2 separate regions of the Mus musculus genome follow, and region 1 is linked to region 2. The links are chromatin contacts, called in public promoter capture Hi-C maps. All regions are on one chromosome and are shown on one strand. The core of a region is the stretch at or near the end of the contact, and the rest is flanking DNA. Distances in the headings are between cores, read along the strand shown.

Region 1 (2,876 bases), core at 82-2,581, 1.5 Mb after region 2:
AATGGCACTTCCATCATGGAGTCAGTTGTGCTAAGGTCTGGGGCCCTGTCACAATAACAATGAAAAAAAAAAAGTCCATGAATTTGATAAACAGCAAGGAGAGGTGGTAAGGTTTGGGGGAAGGAAAATGAAGGGAGAAATGATGTAATTATAATCTCAAAAATAAATGAAAAATATTTAGAATCGTTCAATGAAAACAGTAACAACCACCACCATCTTGTGCCAAAGTTGCATGCAGCCAAGCTCCCATGGCTGTGACCATGGACAGGATGTCTTCATGGAGTCTAAACACTGCTCCACAGACACAGACAGGCCATTTGTCTAAACACTCACAGACACATACAGGAGAAATGGTAGCAGCAAGGACAGTGGGGACCTGCAGAAGTGAGAGAAAGCTAGGGAAAGCTCCCAGTGGGGGCACAGGAGTGGGTTTGAAGAGGTTTCACTGAACAGATCTGAGGGGAAGCAACAAAACACAAAACAAAGTATTTTTCTAAATAGCACAGCAATTTTAAGAGGGCGGGGGTGTCAGCCCAGGAATGCTGGTGGTGCACATTGTAATCCCAGCAACTGAAAGACGGAGGCAGGAGGATCAAATGAGAACTTACACTGCTGGCGATTGAATTTATGGCTTTTCACTTGCTGGACAGGTACTCTACCACTGAGCTACACCCCTTTATAAAGTCTCCCCTCTTAGCCAAACATGGCAAGAAAATCATTAATTCAAGATCAGCTTGAGCAGAAGAGAGGAGAGGAGAACAGAGAAGAAATAGAGAGGGACGGACAAAGTGTTTTGTTGGATCTGTATTGTTTCAGTGCTGGGGACTAAATATAGGACCTCATGCATGATAGATCAAGCACTCTACCAATTGAGCCACAATCCCAGCCTGTAACAGAATCTAGGGTAGGGCAGATTATTTGAAACTGAGTAAATATTGACATTGATTGTACTTTTATTAGTAGTACTGCATCAACACTGAGGCCACGGAGAATAACGTTCGTTGGCGACAAAAACCATACTTAAAAAAACAAAACAACAACAAAAACAAAAACAGAATCAAAAACCTGCATTATGTGTAAGAGTCCATCCTCGCTTTCCCTATGAGTTCTGGGATTTGGATACAGGCTGGCTCAACAGAATCTTTAATCGTTAGAGCCACTTCATTTGCTCAGGTATCATATATTTCTGAGTCTCGCCCTGTTTTAGCGGGAAGAGGCATAGGAATCCCACCCACTGCACACACGGTTTTGCGCGTGCGCAGTCCTGGTCTGGCGAGACAGTTCCCGCGGCCGGGGGGTCAGATTGGACCTGCGAGGCGGAAACACGCCCCTGAGGTTCCGGCGAGCGCAGCCCGGGCAAGAGCGGCAGCATGGAGGAGGCGCCCCACGGTGAGCTATCGCAGGACGTGTGGGTGGTCCCGCTGGGACCGAACCACTCTGACTGTGCCTTCGTCTTCCCGCAGGCTGCCCCGGGGCCGACAGCGCCCAGGCCGGCCGAGGAGCCTCGTGCCAGGGATGCCCCAACCAGAGGCTGTGCGCATCCGGAGCCGGCGCTGCTCCGGATCCCGGTGAGGAAGCGGCGGGCAGATCAGGAAGTGGAAGGGGCGGGACTTGAGGGTGAATGGCAGCGGCTAGTGGGCAGTATTCTAATTGGTTGGGGGGAGGGCGTAGAAGGCGGAGCTTGAGCGAGAGGGAGGTTTTAAAAATCAAATAGCGGAAAAACAGTGATGGAAATGGAGGTTTAGTCTGATCTGCGGTAGACAGGGAACCGAAGGGGGCATTAAAATAAGCTTGGCGGCACAGGCTTGTTCCCCCGGAACTTGAGGGGCAGAAGCAGGAGGATGGCTACAAGTTAAAAGCCAGCCTGGACTACAGGATGAGACCCTGTATGAGTGAATGAATGAATCAGTGAATGAATGAATGAATGAACGAACGAACATTAGGTCGAGTGTGTTGGCACATGTTTGTAATCTCAGCATTTAAGAGGCTAACCCCGGGCTTAGATGAGACCCTGTCTTTATTAAAAAAAAAAAAAAAATCAGTAAATAGGACCTCAAAGAAGGATAGAATAGATAAAAGTGATGTCGGGCAGGTACAGGGCTTAAGTAATAACCGCTACCTCAGTATCCACAAGGCCAAGCACAGAGAGGAGAATGGAAAAATACTGAGATCTTTCAGGCCTGAGTCCTGGCACATGTCCATCACAGGTCACAGAGGCTCTGCTCTCTCTGTGGCAGAGAGAAGGACCCTCCTGTTAAGGAGTCTATCTTTCAGCAGACATGAATGTTCATTATCTCAGTGGAGAGACAGATGGGGGACTGAGAGCAAAGTGGGGAGGAAGCAGGAGCAGGCACGTTAAACTCACCAGGGATCAGCACTGTGAGGGGCCATCTCCAGGGCGAGGAGGACTGAAAGCCTAGCTGGAAGGAAGGCTTTTCAGAGAGAGGCTGGGTTTGGTTGTTGAGTCTCCTGAAAACTGATCTTGAGCAAGAATGCCCTCATGGTGAAGACCAGTCTCCCCACAGTGTAGTCTGTAAAGATTTGAAACAAGACGTGACATTGGAAACCCAGTACGTTGCTGGGATGGTTGCTTCTGAGAGCCTGTGAGTTTCCCATCTGCAGCCCTGGGGACATTGGAGTTGATCATCCCTTGTACTGGGCCTAACCTGTGCTTAAGACACTTAGCATCCATCATCCGAGATGCCAGTAGTAGTCCCTCCTGTGGCATCCAGAGAATTTCTGCAGATGTTAGCAGATGCCTCCTGGGTTCTGTTGAGGAGCTGGGCTTTGAACACCCCACTCTCTCCTCGGAGGGCATGTGCTACTGCATAAATAAGACAATCTTTTCAGGTTGGTAGTGACCGTATTTTCTTCCT
Region 2 (2,700 bases), core at 58-2,557:
TAGACCATTGCTCTCTGTTCTTGGGGTACAGTAATATTGTGTAGCTGCAAGTGTTTTAAGGTTGAATAGAACTGTGTGGGTTACGGAATACACTGAGTAAGTGCAGGAAGGCTTGCCTCTTGCTCATCTCGGTTTTTCACATTGTGGACCAATGATCTCCAGTGAAAAATAACTCCTTCAAGAAAGTCAAGAGTACATACACATGTTCACAGCTTCTACTGATAAGCCTCAGACTCGGCATTCACCTTTTTGGAGGATGGATTTTTTTTTTTTTTTGAGACAGGGTTTCTCTGTGTAGCCCTGGCTGTCCTGGAACTCACTCTGTAGACCAGGCTGGCCTTGAACTCAGAAATCCGCCTGCCTCTTCCTCCCAAGTGCTGGGATTAAAGGCGTGTGCCACTGCCCGACTGGAGGATGGATTCTGTAGTTTCCTGGGTACTTGCTGAACATGCTGTATGATGCCATAGCAACATCACCTTCATCGTGAGAACCTGGGTCCTGGACTAGTAACACCCAGCAATAACTAGGGTGGGTATGGATAGTTCCTGGATGAGGAAATAGATTGAAATGTGGTTTTAAAAAGCCAGATGATGGTGAAGCATGCCTTAATCCCACTCACTTAGTCCCAGAGGTAGAGCCAGGTGATCTCTGAGTTTGAGACCAGCCTAGTCTAGTTCAGGACAGCCAGGGCTACACAGAGAAACCCTGTCTCAAAACAAAACAAAACTCAAAAGTTTTCATAAAAGGTCCCCCCCCCCCCCACACACACACCTTGGGCCTTTAGATTGCTAAGAACTATAGAACATGTGTGATTAGAAGCATGGATTTGGGTTGGTGAGGTGTGGATGAAAATCCAGTTTTGCCCCTAGCTACTTACCTTCAGCCCTTCCTGGATCCTGTTACATGGTGAAGATGTCAATAGACACTTGGATACCCTCTGATGTGGGCATCTCAAATTTTCCTTGGTCTCTTGGATTCTGTTCCAGTTTCCAGCCTCCAATTCTAAAACACTCTTCTCTCCAATTTCATAGTTTCAACTTTGTGTATTAGAAGCAGCCTTTCTCAAGCTGTACCCCAGAAAAACTAGGTATTGTTTTCTTCTTAAAGATACTCAAAGCTCTGTAAGTAAAGAACCACCACTCGGGAGCTGCTGACAGTTCTGCAGAAGGGGTGTTGGGCTGGCCCCTTGCTAGGTTCTTTGTAGGTGACCATTGGCACTAGGCTCATCAGGCCCTAGGCTTGGAGGAAGCCACTGTGATCATTGCATTTCTCTGGGGCAGGCTTAATCACTGGGCTGGTCAGGAGGAAGTTGGCATTGCCACTGTCAGAGGCTGTGGTATGACTCACCCGATATGACCTGGCAGTGCTGTGTCTCCTGTGGTTTAAAACATTCCTGGATTCACTTCCTGTGATTGATTACAAGCATATAGAGACCAAAGGTTTGGGGCAGAACAGCATCTACTTCCCTGATCACTGAAGTCTTTGGCTTAAAGTCCTGGACTCTTAACTAAACCTGAGAATTGGCTGCCCTCGGGCCTAGGTCTCTGCTGACCATCCTGCCCCTGGAGTCCTTCCTTCAGGCGCTCTGCCCTAACCACAGGCAAGCTGTAGGTTACCCCCAGAGTGTTGCAGTGGAATTTTCCTGGCAGATGGTGACATGGGAAGGAGAGTTAAATCCAGAGAACCTGGAGCTAGGGCTTCAGGTCTGTGCATGCTCAGCCTGGCGCTCTTGTGGGTATGCTCTGTCTACTGAGCATTGCTCCCTTGCTTTTCTCGGCATAAAGGTGAATTAAATAAAAGGAAGTTCTGAGTCCTGACATTTGTTTTAATGTTTTTTAAATGACACTATACTTGGGGGTTTGTATGTACAGGTACAGGTGAGTTTCTGCTCTGCAGTTCATCTAGGGCAGGTCTTCTGGAGCCACACCTGCTATGAGGGAAACGGAATTAAGGTCAAGTCTGATGGATCCAGCAGAGAAGACTTGGTTCTAAACTGCACCAGCCATTGCAGTAAACTCACCAGGTCCTAGATACAGAAGCACAGTTGCAGCTCATTACTTTTTTGTTTGGTTTTTGGTTTTGCGAGACAGGGTTTCTCTGTGTAGCCCTGGCTGTCCTGGAACTCACTCTGTAGACCAGGCTGGCCTCGAACTCAGAAAACTGCCTGCCTCTGCCCCCCAAGTGCTGGGATTCCAGACGTGCGCCACCACTGCCCAGCCAACCAGCTCATCACTTTTGAAATCCTGTTATAGGCTGGATGCCCTACCTTTAAAGATCATTCACAAACATCTGTTCTTGCAAGCCAGTAACCAAAAGTACCATTTCAGGTGTGAAGGACGATGTAGAAAGTGCTCCTGCCTGATAGCATATCAGAGGGTCCTAGTGGATCCTTTGAGATGACTGTGGCACATTTCTCCAAGAGAGTTGAGGTGGACCATGTACCCAGATGAGAAGACTGGCTTGTTTATAGGTGTGTGTGGGAAGCATAATGAGACTATCACCATGAACAGGTTGCCTGTGTTTCTAGCACTCCCTCCACCTTCAGTACAGTGCTAGCTAGTGCCTGCTGGATCTAAACCCCCTTTTAAACCTATTCCTGAAGCTTCTACCTTCATTTGGGTTTCTAGAACCTTTGGAATGCCAGGAAACCCACGTTTCTGGGTATTTAATAACATGCTTGCATGGGGTACTGAGGGGACC

Evidence for each region. Promoter capture Hi-C pulls out the DNA fragments that hold promoters and counts their contacts.
Region 1: a promoter capture Hi-C map of liver shows a contact between it and region 2, with 4 times the contacts expected there. The contact joins the promoter of Nubp1 here to the enhancer-like site in region 2. A contact is called at or near these places in 6 of 39 promoter capture datasets (the 3T3-L1 cell line, 3T3-L1-derived adipocytes, the SN4741 cell line and 2 more), 1 of 484 Hi-C or Micro-C datasets (embryonic stem cells) and 4 of 115 datasets of contacts at active chromatin or transcription factors (acute myeloid leukemia, embryonic stem cells, large pre-B cells and 1 more).

Annotation. Positions count from the first base shown.
Region 1 is chr16:10,410,607-10,413,482 of GRCm38.p6, forward strand. Nubp1 (nucleotide binding protein 1) reads left to right here and starts at 1,332. Exons shown (of 11, transcript NM_011955.2): 1 at 1,332-1,389; 2 at 1,464-1,568. The coding sequence starts at 1,371.
Region 2 is chr16:8,861,129-8,863,828 of GRCm38.p6, forward strand. No RefSeq gene overlaps it. Among named protein-coding and RNA genes, the nearest start is that of Gm30310, 19 kb to the right of the region's middle. Within about 2 kb of position 1,308, at least 157 of the 459 cell types and tissues checked have an H3K27ac peak or open chromatin away from gene starts, as enhancers often do. A contact at or near this core is called in the SN4741 cell line, liver and pancreatic cancer cells, where this site is marked.